Regions from separate parts of the Mus musculus genome. Here regions 2, 3, 4 and 5 are each linked to region 1. A link is a contact called in public HiChIP or PLAC-seq and promoter capture Hi-C data. All regions are on one chromosome and are shown on one strand. Each heading gives the region's core, a stretch centred on a gene start, on an enhancer-like site or on the middle of the called end of the contact. The rest is flanking DNA. Distances are from core to core; before and after follow the strand shown. Region 1 holds the start of Avpi1 (arginine vasopressin-induced 1). Region 2 holds the start of Lzts2 (leucine zipper, putative tumor suppressor 2). Region 3 holds the start of Scd1 (stearoyl-Coenzyme A desaturase 1). Region 4 holds the start of Scd2 (stearoyl-Coenzyme A desaturase 2). Region 5 holds the start of Cwf19l1 (CWF19-like 1, cell cycle control (S. pombe)).

The links. Promoter capture Hi-C pulls out the DNA fragments that hold promoters and counts their contacts. HiChIP or PLAC-seq counts read pairs in DNA pulled down with a chosen protein or histone mark. Capture Hi-C pulls out chosen DNA fragments and counts their contacts.
Region 2: a promoter capture Hi-C map of pre-B cells shows a contact between it and region 1, with 3 times the contacts expected there. The contact joins the promoter of Lzts2 here to the promoter of Avpi1 in region 1. A contact is called at or near these places in 2 of 39 promoter capture datasets (cranial neural crest and pre-B cells) and 3 of 115 datasets of contacts at active chromatin or transcription factors (cardiomyocytes, differentiating embryonic stem cells and embryonic stem cells).
Region 3: a contact with region 1 is called in a promoter capture Hi-C map of liver, with 2.9 times the contacts expected there. The contact joins the promoter of Scd1 here to the promoter of Avpi1 in region 1. A contact is called at or near these places in 2 of 39 promoter capture datasets (liver and stem cell-derived epiblast-like cells).
Region 4: an H3K4me3 HiChIP or PLAC-seq map of stem cell-derived neural progenitor cells shows a contact between it and region 1, with 7 times the contacts expected there. The contact joins the promoter of Scd2 here to the promoter of Avpi1 in region 1. A contact is called at or near these places in 2 of 39 promoter capture datasets (cranial neural crest and stem cell-derived epiblast-like cells) and 1 of 115 datasets of contacts at active chromatin or transcription factors (stem cell-derived neural progenitor cells).
Region 5: a promoter capture Hi-C map of liver shows a contact between it and region 1, with 2.4 times the contacts expected there. The contact joins the promoter of Cwf19l1 here to the promoter of Avpi1 in region 1. A contact is called at or near these places in 1 of 39 promoter capture datasets (liver), 1 of 115 datasets of contacts at active chromatin or transcription factors (embryonic limb bud) and 1 of 9 other capture datasets (liver).

The regions. Positions count from the first base shown.
Region 1 is chr19:42,127,499-42,130,419 of GRCm38.p6, reverse strand. It overlaps Avpi1 (arginine vasopressin-induced 1), which reads left to right and starts at 1,427. Exons shown (of 3, transcript NM_027106.4): 1 at 1,427-1,549.
Region 2 is chr19:45,016,592-45,019,512 of GRCm38.p6, reverse strand. It overlaps Lzts2 (leucine zipper, putative tumor suppressor 2), which reads right to left and starts at 1,378. Exons shown (of 5, transcript NM_001130526.1): 1 at 1,283-1,378.
Region 3 is chr19:44,406,281-44,409,201 of GRCm38.p6, reverse strand. It overlaps Scd1 (stearoyl-Coenzyme A desaturase 1), which reads left to right and starts at 1,493. Exons shown (of 6, transcript NM_009127.4): 1 at 1,493-1,816; 2 at 2,442-2,715. The coding sequence starts at 1,793.
Region 4 is chr19:44,292,149-44,295,069 of GRCm38.p6, reverse strand. It overlaps Scd2 (stearoyl-Coenzyme A desaturase 2), which reads right to left and starts at 1,394. Exons shown (of 6, transcript NM_009128.2): 1 at 659-1,394; 2 at 1-166. The coding sequence starts at 682.
Region 5 is chr19:44,134,499-44,137,419 of GRCm38.p6, reverse strand. It overlaps Cwf19l1 (CWF19-like 1, cell cycle control (S. pombe)), which reads left to right and starts at 1,544. Exons shown (of 14, transcript NM_001081077.1): 1 at 1,544-1,654. The coding sequence starts at 1,632.

The DNA of each region.
Region 1 (2,921 bases), core at 178-2,677:
GGTTGACAGCTGGACCTGGTGGTACAGCTCTATTATGCCAGCACTCAAGAGGCTGAGCCAGGAGGATGGAAATTCCAGGCCAGTCTGAACTACAAAGTAAAACCCATCTCAGTGAAACAGAAAGGCAGCCGGACAGATAGACAGACAAGAAGTGGCACACAGTAGCTCAGGGACGGAGCATTTTCTCAGCATGCTCACAGCAGTGAAGAACTAAAAAAGAGCCTCACAGATCCCCTGCAGTCATTTGTCCTTTCCAACCCGGCTTCCTTGGAACTGGTGAGACCTTCTGAAAATGCAAATTTAGTGCCACGCCACGGTTGTTGTTGTTGGTGGTGGGGAATAAATTAACCCTTGTAAAGGGCTGACCACATTATAGTCACTCTGTAAAGACTTGTAAAGACCGCAGAATGCCTATTCATAAGTACAAATCACTCTATTTCCTTGCTTATAGAGCCTCAGAGGGGCAAATGCAAACGTCACTGCCTACCTACATCCTCCCACCATGGCTACCTTGCTATTTATAGCGGATCTCCAGGCCTTATTTTATCCCTCTGGAGAAAAGCCGTCCTGGCTCCAGCGTGCTTTCTTCCCTCTCTTCCTTTATTCTGCCCAGGCCCATTCTTCCTCGTTCTAAAAACGTTAGCTCCTTTCTTTACTGGTTATGCTCCTTCTTGTGGCTTCCAGGACCTCTCAAAGATGCTTCCTTCCTCTTTACCTTCTTTCAACTTCATGTGATCATGATTGTAGTCACATACCAAGTGGTGGTTCAGTGTTAGCCTCTGTCGCTAGGCTGTTAACTACCTCAAGGTAAGGGTTGCAGTTCTCTTACAGCCCGTCAAGGAAACTGAACTGGAAAGGGTCTCAGTGAAAGATGTCCAAAGAGCTGTTAAGTTCTCCTTAGGTAACCAAACTGGCACAGTCGCTACAAGATTTGTAAATCATTCTGAATGCAGGCCCAGGAGGCCCGGGAGGTGAAGGGAGTTTTAGGAACTGTAGGTTATGAGGATCTTAACAGTGAAACCCTACGCCACGTGCGTTGGACTCGACCCAGAGAAAAGGGGCACTTGTCACGTGTACCCTGCAGGGCCCGCGGTCTCCAGCCGCACCCCGTGTCAGGAATGCGACCCCGCCCCGCCTGCGTGCCCGCAAAGCAGAGCCCGCCCCTGGGACTGACGTCAATCAAGGGGGCGCCTCCAGGCGTGGGGAGGGCAGGTGAGCTGGGAGGATGGGGAGGACCCGGAGGACACGCCCCTCGCCGATACTCCCTAGATGATTGGACTCAAGGAATCTCCGCACTGGGTTTGGAGGCGGGCACGGGAAAAGGGAGGGATAAGGCACGCCCCTCCCCCCTGCAGCAGCTGATTGGTCCGCGAAGGCTCCGCGTTCGATTTGGCGAAGTTGGCTCGGCTTCTCGCTCTAAGGCTGTGACCGAGGATTGGCTGTTGAAGGGGCTCGGAGCACTTTCTCTGAGGAACTGTGGCCGTGATCCAGGTGGCCCGGCCAGGCTCCCGGCTGCGTTCCGCCTGCCTCGGGCAGCTAAGGCAACCAGGTAGGTAGGCCACGGTCCGGCTCAGCTGTGCGTGGGAGCGCGCGGGCCGACGGTCGCAGCTGGGAATCCGCTGGGTCTCACATCCTAGATCCACTTAGGGGCTTCTCTCTGTCAGTCGCCACCTTTGAGCCCTGGGGCTCACTGTGGTGGGGATGTCGTCCTGTAACTTCGGCCAAGATATCCTCTCTCAATCTCTTAGCCAGCCAGTCACCTCCGCTTGGCCTTTGTGATCACTTTCAGGGCAGGAGCCCAGAGCTGCGCTCGCCCTTTTCCCAAAGCCCGAGAGAGGTTACAGTAGGCGTCTTGGCCGCCGGATCCCGATTGGGGTCTCCTGGAACTGGCAATAGGTTGACCCGACACCGATCTAACTTCCCAGAGGGCTCTACTCTAGCTCCGCTTGCTCTAAGTCCAGCGAAGAGGCTGGCGTGGGAATCCTGTCTGCGAATCAGTGGCGACCTCCAAAACCCCCAGACGAAGATGGCACGGTCTTAGAGGTTTCAGAACCTTCTGCCCCCACGTTTCTTTTGACCACCTTCTCAGCCACCTGGAAAGAATGAAAGTAACACTGGTAAGGCGCCCAGGTCTGACCACCTGGTTAATAGCCTAAGATCACCTACCAGCCTTGTGGAGTTGAGCAAGTCACCACTTCAAGAGGTCAGCTTTTTCATCTGGAAAATGTGTTTAACAATAGTGCCCGCTAACAGGGGATTAGGATGCCACCTGACAGGAGGACCAAAAGGTCCTCAAAAGTGCTCTTCTTGCTTGACGCAGCAAGCTTCCTTCTATGTAGCCATGGTTTTAAAAGTGCACAGATGAGCCTGTCTTTGAAGCCCTCTGAGTAGTTTGTACGTCAGTGCTAAATTAACCACGGCCATGGTTCTATATAGTCTTGTTAATAGCTTTCTCTTCGCATCATTTTTCATTCAACCAATGTACAATGTTGAGTGTCCACAGTAGGCCAGGTACTAGGATGGTCATTCATATTTCATCTCTGTACCCAGTGAGGATTTTCCCTCTCACTATTTTGATTGATGAACAAAGCAAAGGAAAAGTGACTTGTCCAAGGTCACTCAGTGGTCAGCGTCACTGCCACCTTAGGGGTTTTGAATTCTTTCAAAAGGATCTTTTCCTTGCTCTGTTAGTTCATTTTTCAAGTCATGCCTGAAAATGGGTCTGGAGTAGGGGCCCAGTTTCTTTCTTCACTTCCAAGGCAGAGAAGCGTCGAGTTAAGAGCTCTATAGTATGTCCTTCCTTTAATGCCCAATTCAAAAGATGTTGAACTTTGCCATCCTCAGTATTTACTCTGGGGGTTCATTCTGACGCTCTAGGGTCCATTTGTAGTGTTTTGCGACAAGTCCTTACTTGCTTGGTC
Region 2 (2,921 bases), core at 129-2,628, 2.9 Mb before region 1:
CCTAGCATGAAATTCTAGGGAAAATCCTCCTTTCTTTGGGTCCATTGAGTCAAGTCTCTCATAGACTGAGACACACAAATCTCTACAGGACGCCTGCAGTTCTCCTGGGACAGTTACATGGATTCCTACTGTACACAAGAAAAGTGTGTGAAAGCTCCCCAGGACCAATCTGTATAAGTGAGCGTTCTGGGAGTGCATGAGGACCTGGGTGACATTCAAAGCCACCAATGTGAATGGGGACTCCTCCTCCCTAAAACTTTTTTTTAACTTAAGAGTTTGAGGAAAGGTGAGATCACAGTGCCTGACGCCCTTGCCCCATCTTATCTTTGTATATTGTTCTCCACTAAGTGCCTCTAAGTGTTAAGACCAGAGACTCACAGGAGTCCAGCGTGAGGAAGGAGTTGCTAAGAGCTAGGGTAGGAACTGAAGTGTAGCAACTTCTCTGTAGGGTAGGTACTGAGATCGCCCCCAAAAGGTCCAGCCTAGGGATGGAGACTGCTCCACAGTATAGTGAGGAGTGAGAAGGGGCTGGCACTCCTGTCCCTACTCCAGAGGACACAGAAAGTGAGACCCAGAAGGAAGGGCAAGGGCCGGGGTAGACACTCAGAGAGACAGGAGCCAGAAGACAGAAGAGACAAAGGCCAAGAGGCTCAGACACGAGGAGCCAGAGGCAGACCCATGAGTTAGGGTCGCTGAAGCTACACAGGCAAGGACCCCTAAAGCCAGAGGAGCCACAGAGCTGAGCTCTGAGGGCCAGGCGTCAGGAAAGCCAGGCCTAGCCAGCCTGGCTCCCGCTTTTGAGGCCCAAGAGAGAAGGAGGGGCAAGCGGCTCCATTTTGAGAAATGCGTTTGTAGCTGTGGGAAAAAGAAAGCCCTGGTTCTCCCCAGCACTCCCTGACCTATCACTATGGTACACAGACCCCTGCGCCCCCACCCCAGCAAGTAAGCTGGGGGTTCTAGAGTCTGGGGCCGCGCCAGGGCCTGAGATGAGTCTGGCCCACGTCCCAACTCTCTGACCTCAGGGCTGGGGTTGGAGAGTTGGGGAAAGTCCCCCCAAACACACACACTCAAACTCCAGAGACCAGTCAAGCAGGATCCAGTCTGGGATCACGAGTTGCCATTCCGAGACTGAAAGCCCAGAGTCGTCGTGTCCCCCCACCCCCCCCCCCGCCACCCACAATAGTCCGCTCCTTCCATAAACTGGGGGCGTCTATGGAATGCCACCTCCCCACCGGACCGCATCGCTTAGAAGTTGGGGCACCCTCAGCCCTGGACCCCTCACCTCCGCCGCGCTGCTCCATGCTCAGCCCCGGGCCGCCCCAGCACTCCACAGGCGCGCCGCCCGCTCCAGCCCGCGCGCGGCCACTCGGAGCTGCCCGGCTCGGCCCCGCCTCCGCCCAGCCGGCGCCCCCGGCCCTGACCGGCCCCCGCCCGGCCCGAGTGGGCGGTGCGCACTGATGGGGGGAGGGGTCCGAGGGGCGTTCCCGCCCCGGGGAGCGGACACGCGCAAGTAACCCACGTCACGCGTGCCAGCCAGGGCGCACGCGGGGGCTGCTCGGCGGCGCTCGGGATTCCTCCCAGAGTGGCCTAGCAACTGTGTGTGTGTGTGTGTGTTGTGTGTGTGTGTGTGTGTGTGTGTGTGTGTGTGTGTGTGTGTGTGTGTGTGTGTGTGTGTGTGTTAAGTGTGGTGTGTGTGTGTGCTCGGTAGCGCTCGGGATTCCTCCCAGAGTGGCCTAGCGACTCTGTGTGTGTGTGTGTGTGTGTGTGTGTGTGTGTGTGTGTGTGTGTGTGTTAGGAGGCTCGGCCGGCTCGAGACTCATCGAGCCGGGTCACCATCGCCTATCCCTGCCGGAGCCCAAGGGCCAGCGGCAGCTGGTCATTGTTCCAGCACAAAGAGCCAAGGCGCGGCGCCAGCCCCGCCCCTCCCCCTCCGCTCCTCTAGGAGAAGCTTCCCTCCTCAGTCTCCAGCTTCCCGGTCCATGGGGAGGCCGAGGGGGTCAGCCATCCCTCTCCAGTTGCCGGCTCCTGGGCACAAGTTGAGGGACTGGCTCGGTCGCTGTCTGTCCCACCCCCAGCAGGCTGGAGGTCACACGCTTGGATTTTCCAAATCGGCGCCACCTGGTGGCCCTTTCCAGCAACTTACCAGCCCCCCCCCCCCAAGACCCCCACCAATCCCACTCCCTTTCCAGCACAGCACCCTCGGGCCGCGAGCCCAGGCTTGTCCCTGGCATGGCTCCAGCCTCCCTAGCCGAACCTCGGGGGTCATTTGCTATGAGAAGGGTCGCTGCTCAAAGGGGGTGGGAGGGATACCTGACCCCCAATAATCTCAAGAACGAACAGCTCAAACCTACACTGGCTCCGCAGCAGACATCCCAAAGTCTCTCTTGGGGTCACAAATATTTTTACCCTCTCGAAAACAACAGTCTTAACACCCACACGACCTTTCCCACATTCAGTCTCGGGCAGCCACAGTCAGTCTCATCCATCACGTGGCTCCATAGATCTTCATTCCATAATCCTTCAGGCCAACTCACAGAAGGCTTGGTGTTTCGTGCACGGGAGAGTGCACAACAGTCCTTTGCATCCAGTCACATTCTTTAAATACACTCAGCCTCCCAACCCTCTTCCACGCAATGACAGCCGGATTCAGCCACTCTGGAAACTTCTTACATCATATTCACAAACTACCCACTTTCCCTGAGGGGTCTCTGTGACCTGCTCAGGTCAGCCGACCTCACATGTTCTGGCAAGGCCATCCTCCCTTCCCCGATCCCCCCCGCCCCCCCCCCCAAGGTCTGCCAGAGCTGGGCTCAGCCCCAGGAAGAAGCACCCCCCCCCCTTCCAGGCCACAGCCTGGCCGGCTCTCAGCTCTATTTTTAGCTCCATGGAAAGGGTTGTTTTTCTTTCTTTTTCCCTGGAAA
Region 3 (2,921 bases), core at 244-2,743, 2.3 Mb before region 1:
ACCGTATCTTAAATTTTTTTTTCAGAAGAAAGAAAGGAACTATGTAGAGTAGGCTGCAAAGCCATTGATATCAGACAGACAGACAGACAGGCAGGCAGGCAGGCAGGCAGAAGAAAAGCGAGAAGAGGAAAAAAAGAAAAGAACTCACTATGTAGACCAGGCTGCATTTGGCTTTTTGAGACAGAGTTTCTTTGTGTAGCCCTGGCTGTCCTGGAACTCACCTTGTAGACCAGGCTGGCCTTGAACTCAGAAATCCGCCTGCCTCTGCCTCCTGAGTGCTGGGATTAAAGGCATGCGCCACCATGCCAGGCCTGCCTTTACCTTTGAGCCACTCATCTGATACTCAATTCCTAGCTCCACCATACACTGGCTAAGCGTGACCACAGGTAACCTCAACTCTTTTAAATTTCACTTCCTTTTTAAAAAGACCGAGGAGCTGGACCCAGCTCAAAGGCAGACACAGATCTATGAAGCTTGAGGCCAGTTTGGTCTACACTGTGAGTTCCAGGACAGTCAGAGCTTCAGAGACCTTGTCTAAAAAGAAACCAATAACAGTAAGTACCAAGGAATACCTACTGCTCAGGGTCAGTGTGGGTTCAACAAAAAGGAAATTCTTGAGACTTCTTAGGGATCGCAAAGTGCCTGTTTGCTATTCGCACCGCACACTCAGGCCCTTTGATTCCTTAGTCCCTTTTCTTGGAATCTCAACGTGAGGATCTAAGGAGCTCTCAAACGTCCCGTCCCGTTTGAGGAGAAGCAGCTAGGATTGGGCTCTGGCTCCCAGCAGAGGCGGTCCCCGGCAGACGGAGCCCAATGAGTGAGTGCAGTTGTAACTCAGCGTGTGCTGTCAAGAACGCAGCAGCAACCGGATGCTGGCTGAAGGGATACACTATTGTTTTCCCGGGTCAGAGCCCTGGGCGCACCCTCATATCCCAGTCTCCCGGGGTTTCTCTTTGCTGGTGCCTGGAAGTGGGGGTAGATGTGAAGTTAGACCGAGTTGTGAGTGGCGGTAGCCAGTGTCTTCCTCACTTCTTTCGATGCGATTTCCCCAGTGAACCATTTGCTAAGCGCCAGACCAAAGTCCTAGGCTTGCACACAATTCCTACTTGGAATCACGTTATCCTGCTCTTAAAGAAAAGTCACCCATCAGCCCACAGCAAAGAGGATAAGGAGAAAAAGAGGGGAGGAGAGAGCGAGAAGCTAGAGGCAGAGGGAACAGCAGATTGCGCCTAGCCAATGGAAAAGGCAGGACAAGGTGGCACCAAATTCTCTTTGGCCAATGACAAGACGGGCTTCACAGGAGGCACATTAGCATTTATCCCCAGGCAGGGGGTTGGAGCAGCGCGCCCTGTTGATGCCTTCAGCATCCCGGCGCCTCCAAGGTCTACTCTGGAATCTACTTGGCTTTCTTTCCCGTTCTTGGTCCCGCCCTCTCTCTCTCCCTCCCTCCCTCCCTCCCTCCCTTCCTCCCTCCCTCCCTCCCTCCCTCCCTCACCTCCACGCCTGGCTTCCTTGGCTAGCTATCTCTGCGCTCTTTACCCTTTGCTGGCAGCCGATAAAAGGGGGCTGAGGAAATACTGAACACGGTCATCCCATCGCCTGCTCTACCCTTTAAAATCCCAGCCCAGGGAGATCTGTGCACAGCCAGACCGGGCTGAACACCCATCCCGAGAGTCAGGAGGGCAGGTTTCCAAGCGCAGTTCCGCCACTCGCCTACACCAACGGGCTCCGGAACCGAAGTCCACGCTCGATCTCAGCACTGGGAAAGTGAGGCGAGCAACTGACTATCATCATGCCGGCCCACATGCTCCAAGAGGTGAGCTTCCAGAAGCGGCCCTCGCTCCTTGCACTGGCCACGCAGCTAGGTGACTGGTCCCGGGAGGAGAAAGTTGAGAGTTCTCCGGACTACTGGGCTTTCTCGAATTCTGACGTGACCGGTTGGTTGAGAGGTGTAGATTGTAATTTGGGCAGATGAGTCCCAACTTTCGTGCCTTTAGCTTTAAAGCAGCGGTTCTCAATTTTCAAGATGCTGCGATCCTTTATTTACTACAGTTTTTCATGTTGTGGTGACCCCCTCCCCCCCAACCATAAAATGATTTCGTTGCTACTTCATAACTTTAATTTTGGTACTGTTTTGAATCGTAATGTAAATATCTGTTTTCCGATGGTCTTGGGCTGCCCCTCTGAAAGGGACATTTGACCCCCAAAGGGGCTGAGCGTGAGACACAGGTTAAGAACCGCTGCTTTAAAGAAAAGCCCGTCCTACCGATACTTGTATAACTTACACGGGGATCCCTTTGTGTGTTACTGAGGCTATAAATGTTTCATTCTTCTTTCCTATTTCTCTCTCTCTCTCTCTCTCACACACACAACACACAGAGAGAGACAGAGAGAGAGAGCCCCACAGATCGGCCTCCCCCGACTGAATTTTTTCTTTGCAGATCTCCAGTTCTTACACGACCACCACCACCATCACTGCACCTCCCTCCGGAAATGAACGAGAGAAGGTGAAGACGGTGCCCCTCCACCTGGAAGAAGACATCCGTCCTGAAATGAAAGAAGATATTCACGACCCCACCTATCAGGATGAGGAGGGACCCCCGCCCAAGCTGGAGTACGTCTGGAGGAACATCATTCTCATGGTCCTGCTGCACTTGGGAGGCCTGTACGGGATCATACTGGTTCCCTCCTGCAAGCTCTACACCTGCCTCTTCGGTGAGCAGCGCCCCTTGTCTTGGGCCAGTGCCTCAGATTTCTCTTTGCTCTCTAATAAGGTACCCTCTGACCCAAGGCAGTGGCTGCTCTGTTCAGATTTCCCCAGCCTTTTTTTCTGGTTCCTTGTGGGACTTAACATGAATACTGAGTCCCTGTGCAGGAGACTGGGAGGGGTCTACCTGAGGCAGAGAAGCAACTCTCTCTGA
Region 4 (2,921 bases), core at 145-2,644, 2.2 Mb before region 1:
GCCCCTCATCATCCTGATAGGTGGGGTCATATAGATCATCTTTTAGTTCAGGGCGAACATCTGCTCCCCAGTGGTGAGAACTCTTTTCAAACTTCTCGCCTCCATTCTGCTGTCCCCCAGAAGGTGGCGCTGTGATTGTGGTGGTGGCTGAGTAAGCGCCAGAGATCTGCAATGAGAGGGGGTGGAGAATTAGGGACTGCAGACGCGTGGGGGCAGCAGGGGTTACTTTCCCTCTAATATAACTGCGGGAGAGATGCAATAACGGCCATACCCCAGTGCCAAGGTTGCATGACTGTAGAGCGCACCAATGGAACACGGAAATGTGCAGGCCATCGGGAATAAGCCTTATGATGAAGGGGCAGGAAAGGACGCTTTATTAGCAGCACCCTTAGCAACTCACAAAGGAAAATCTGCGCATATCGAAAAGAGGTCAGGTTTTACTTTAAGAAACACAAGTTGGGACAATCAACTGTACTGAGTAAAAATCCGGTTATCACCCGGTCCAGAAACAATCTATCAAGGTTGAGCAATTCGGAAATGATGGCTAAATGCTCCCAGCTGCTCTGAACTCTCTCCAACCCTCAACAGCCACCCACCTAGAAGTCCAATCTGCAACCGCCAACCTGAGGAGGGGGTGGGGGGTGGGGTGTAAGCTCACCTCTTGCAGTATGTGGGCCGGCATCTTGGCGTCGGATGCTGGGGTCACGTTCCCAGGGATGAGAACGTGCAGCGAGCTTCAGACCTCAGCGACAAAGGGTGCTATGACTAAGTTTCTGCAGCCCGCTGCGCGGTACAAGCTCTGGGCCAGAGCTGGCAGTGGGGTATTAATGTCCTGTATATCCTTAGGTTCGTTATATTGATCAATGACCAGATAAAAAATCAAAAACTGGCTGGCCAGGGCAGCCGCGGGCGGAGATAAGGATAGAAAATGAGAGGACGCCAAAATCGCAGCTTGCAGCCACCGGTGTCCAGGAGTCAGAATACTGCAGACACCAACACCGCATTGTCCCATCCCTAGCCAAGCGGAGGGGGGCGATGCTAATGAGGCCTTCGTAAACTCTGGCTAGTCATTGGCCGATGGGAATTTGGTACCACCTCGTCCTGCTGCTCTCATTGGCTCTGCACAATCTGCTGTTCCCTCTGCCTCCAGCTCCGCCCCCCCCTCCTCCCTTCTTTTTCTGCTCCTGGCTTCTCACCCATCCCCCGCTGGTCCTCCACCCAGCCCCCACCCTGCCACGGGGGCGCTTCAGCGCTTTCTCTGGAAGAGAAGACCCAATCTAGCAGTGGGGGTTGGCTACCGGGGCAGGAAGACGCGGAGAGGTACATAAAGTGGGAAAGCCACTAGAGCGCCGACCACTTGCAACTCCATCCGGTCTTTGCATTTCCAGAGGCGCGTGGGAGGGGAAATGGCTACCACCAACAGAGAGCAAAGCTGAGAGGGGCCTCCCTCCCCAACAGGCGCCTCTGTAGTCCCTTTTGGAACAATGGCTCAGCCTTGCCCACCAGCTCCAGGATGCTTACCAGATAATAACTCGGAGCTCTGGTACTGTAATCAAGTTTTCATAGATCTGTGGCTTGCCCATTCACACTGGTCTGGGTCACCATGGTCACTGTGCACACTCCGAGAGCACAGCCAAGGTCAGTCAGCAGTATCTCAATCCCACCCCTCACCCCCCACTTCCCACCTCACGCCTTGCGAATACATGTGGCACCTTTAGGAGACTCTTTTGTTGAAAGTTTGCAGTTTGCTATCTGAAAACCGCCGAAAAGCATCTAGCCGAGGGAGCCTTATGTATGTGGAGTAGGAACAGAGAGTGGGTATTAAATTATTACTGCAAGGTTCTCTGTGACCGCTCAGTGGGTAGCCCTGTTCTTCCACTCTAAGCAGGAAGAAGGGGACATAGGGACATACGGAGATGGGATAAACTGTTCAGCCGGCAAGGGGAGGAGCTAGCTGTGCTGAAACGCTTTCAAGCCACTCCTCAGAGGACCCTATGACCCTTGAACCTTGGGTGCTCTGACCTAACACACCTCCCTCGCTGCCCCATCTTCTCTGGGGCCTGTGTTAACTCTTTCAAGAGATAGAACTTGTAGCCTATGCAGGCGGTGCATTCACAGAGTACCTTCTGTATCCAGGTCACCCCATTACTGTATCTCCCACCTCTAGGAAAAGGGGTTGATAGACATCTTGTCTTCTCAAGAAGAGAGATGCCAGGCATTTCCTGAGACCAAACCAGACCTCTTGCCTTCTGGTCTCAGGGGCTTGCCAACTCTCTGGCTTGTGACCAGACACCTCCATTGCAGGCCTGGCTCACTGACCATAGCCAAGAATGCTGAACAAGACCAGGTGTCCTCAGCAAATGGCTGGCGGAGGCTCAGAGGTACTGTGTGAAGTTATCTGGAGATGTCACTTCCCCCTGGGTTGTCTGCGTGATGTCTGATCTTTTACTAGCTGTGGGTTTGTCCTTTGTCCTTGGCTGTTAAAAACAAACTCCCTTAGACTGTGAGGCCTTTACAACAGATACTGGCTCCTCACGGTTCTGGGGGCTGGGTATCTATAGCAAAGCCCCAGCAGTTTGATTCTGCCAAGAATGGGCCTTTGATTCTTAGGTGGCCATCTCTGTGTTCAATGGGGAAGGGGTGAGCTTTGTCTCTGGGGTTTCTCTTTAAAAACAAACAAAAAGATTTAGTATTACTTGTAATTATACGGACATGTGTGTGTGTGTGTGCATATGCACACATGTGTGAAGGTACTTGAGAATGCTAGAGGTGGCAGGTTCCCAGGAACTGGAGTTGAGCAGTCTGTGTGGGAACTGAGAATCCAACTCTGGTGCTCTGAAAGAACAGCAAATGCTCTTAATGGCTGAACCGCCTCTCCAAATCCTGGGGTCTCTTTTAAAAGGACCACTCCCATCATCCAC
Region 5 (2,921 bases), core at 295-2,794, 2.0 Mb before region 1:
CACATACATATATACACATATACATATATATATACACACATATGTGTGTATGTGTATATATATATATATATATATATATATATATAATCTTGTTATTCCTACACTTACAGTGTAGTAAGCCATCTCTATGGATACATTTTTATTTTTAGAATTGATTTGATCCTATAGGAAAGTTGCAACAATAATACAGGCAAATTTCACAGACACATTTTCATATTTTACTGTTGTTTTCTCATCTCTGAAATCATATAGCTGTTCATATTAGCAAATCTGTCTTCAAGATTCAGTCTTGAAAGCCACTCCTGGAGTGTATCATCCAAAAAGTAAGAAAAAGGTTTAAGTTACCAACAAAGCAGGGGTATTAATATGTATGAGGCAAAGGATTTAATAACCCCCTCAAAAGCACTGCAGAAATTGTGAGAAAATTAGAGATTTGAGATTCTTTCTTAACAACTTGATTCTGGTAACTTGGGTTTCTTTCCTTGTCAGGACAGTCCTTTCCAGGTCCTTAGCAGGCTGTTGCTGGTTGGCTTGGCCCCTTCAGAAAAACCGACTTACCAAAAGCAAAGCAAAAAGAGACTAGAGATAGGACCCGATGAAAATGTGAAATTTGTTTAATCCCTGAATGAAAATAGTCCCCATGTATACAATCAATTACAGAGAACTAAACATTGTGTACATTAGGTCTTGTTACTGAATTAATTTAATTCTTTTTCAGTGTGCTAATATTAAGGTAACTTAAGGGAGGGTATTTTTATGTATTTGAGAGGTGCACACTGAGGTCTGCACTTCGCTTTCAGATAACTCAGTGAGAAGGACAGGGTTTGGGTACTGGGGGAGAAGTGAGCAAGAGAGAAAATGTAGCGACATGCCGATACACTGAATAGAAGCTATTCTTTCAATGTGTTAAAAAAAATTTAGGGGCTAGGGAGATGTCTCAGTCACCCATATAACAAATCATGAAGACTGGAATTCGCATCCCTAGTACCCATGTAAGTCTAGACAGGTAAGTTTCAGGTCCCACGGGGAATCCCAGCGTTCAGGAAGCAGAATTAGGGGATCTTTTGGGCAATATGGCTTCCTAGACTAGTCTAATCCAACGAACTCTGGGTTAAAATGATACCCTATCTCACTCAATAAGATTGGGAGCAATAGAAGAAGATTCCTATTCTTTCCACAGGAACCTGCATGCACACAAGCATGTCCCCCTCCCCCCAAATACAAACTAAAACAAAAACAAAAAACCCAGCCAGGGTTGGAAAGATCTTAAGAGCGCTAGCAGTCATGGGATCCATACAAACTCGCAGGCGCACAGTTCAATAATTCCAAATGTTTCTAAAACAAACAAAATAAGACACATTTTTTTTCTATTTTAATTCCTCCATCCTTTTCACTCCAGTTACCTTTCCTTAAATAAATAAATATAAATAAATAAATAAATAAATAAATAAATAAATAAATAAATAAATAAACGCGGAGAGATTTTTACCCCTCTACACGCCCCATAGCTAGGTGATTTCTATTGGCTGAGTGGTGTGACGTCATATTTCTGCGCCCCGGCGTTCCAACCTTGAGCGCGCGTTCGTGTTTCTAGCCTTTGGTGGCCGTCCCAGCCCTGGTTGTCATTCCCGATGGCTCAGAAGCCACTGCGTCTGTGAGTGACCTTGCATCGGTAGACTCAGGCACATAGGAGAAAGGGAGAGAGGCGGGCGGAGGAGTGGGGGGGTCTTTCTCCACACCGGAAGGGGAAGACGGAGGGGAGGTCGCAGGGCTGCTGGGAGCCGGAGTGGAGGCTTCCTGTTCTCGCCTCCCAGTTCATTTCGCCCTGGTGTCTTCAGAGTCTCTCTGGCAGAACTAAAAACTTGATGAGCCGGACTTCTTTTTCCTTAGGCCTAGTCTGCCTGGGACACACCATCTCCTTGTCGTTTCTCCCGGCGTCGCACGTATTGATTAGCCAAATACTTGCAGGCATGGGGTGCACGCATGGGTTTTGTCAGACAAGATGAGCATTGTCCTGTCCTCGCGTACTTTTGTTTGCGCGGTCGGTTAGCGAAGACATGACTTAATTTAGAAAGACTATTGTATTGAGCAGCGGACAAGCGTCGCACAAACCAGTTCCCGCCTTGATAGCTGATAGTCTAGACTAGAATAACACGTGTTAACGAATGCGGAAAATGTAGAGAAAGGGTTGATGGTTCTGGAGGGTATATAATAACGATATTTGGCTTAGTATAAGGAATTAAGGCTTTCATGAGAAAGTGAGGATTTTTTTTTTTTTTTGAAAGTGAGGATTTAACTCTGGCAAATATTATTGTATTTAACTCAGAGAAGACATTGAAACGTTTAAAAACTCCTTAGTGTGACCTAGTTTTTGTTATGGAAAGTGATCCTGCTTGAAAGTTGGGAAACAAATAAGAGCCGAAGTAGAAGGCAACAAGCATTAGGTAAAGCAATGTCAGAGAGAAAGTTCAGGAATGGATAGTCTGTTAAGCAGGTGGACTCACAGGGCCTGGTGATGTTTTGATGGTGAGAAACCTCCACTGTAAGGTCATAGATTTCTGTCTTCAGTCATTGGGATCAGAAAATGCTGAAAAGGGGCCCAGATCAGAGAGTGAATATGGATTGTACCTGTCAGGAATTGATAATCAACAGGGAACAAAAAGATGTTAGAGGCTCTCAAAGAATAAATTATACTGCATGATAGTTAGGACAGAATTTGTTCTGAAATGGTATATGGATTTCTGAGATTTTGAGAAAGTGGCTTTCTCAGCCCACCAGGAGGCTACAGAGACTCAGCCTTGATGGATGGAAAAGCCTTGAGGTTGAGCACAATGGGGCTCTTAGGAAAGAGAATTCCCTAGAGCCTAGCAGAGGCAGAGTGATCAATCTGCAGTTTGGGAGAGTTTAGTTAGGAAAACTTA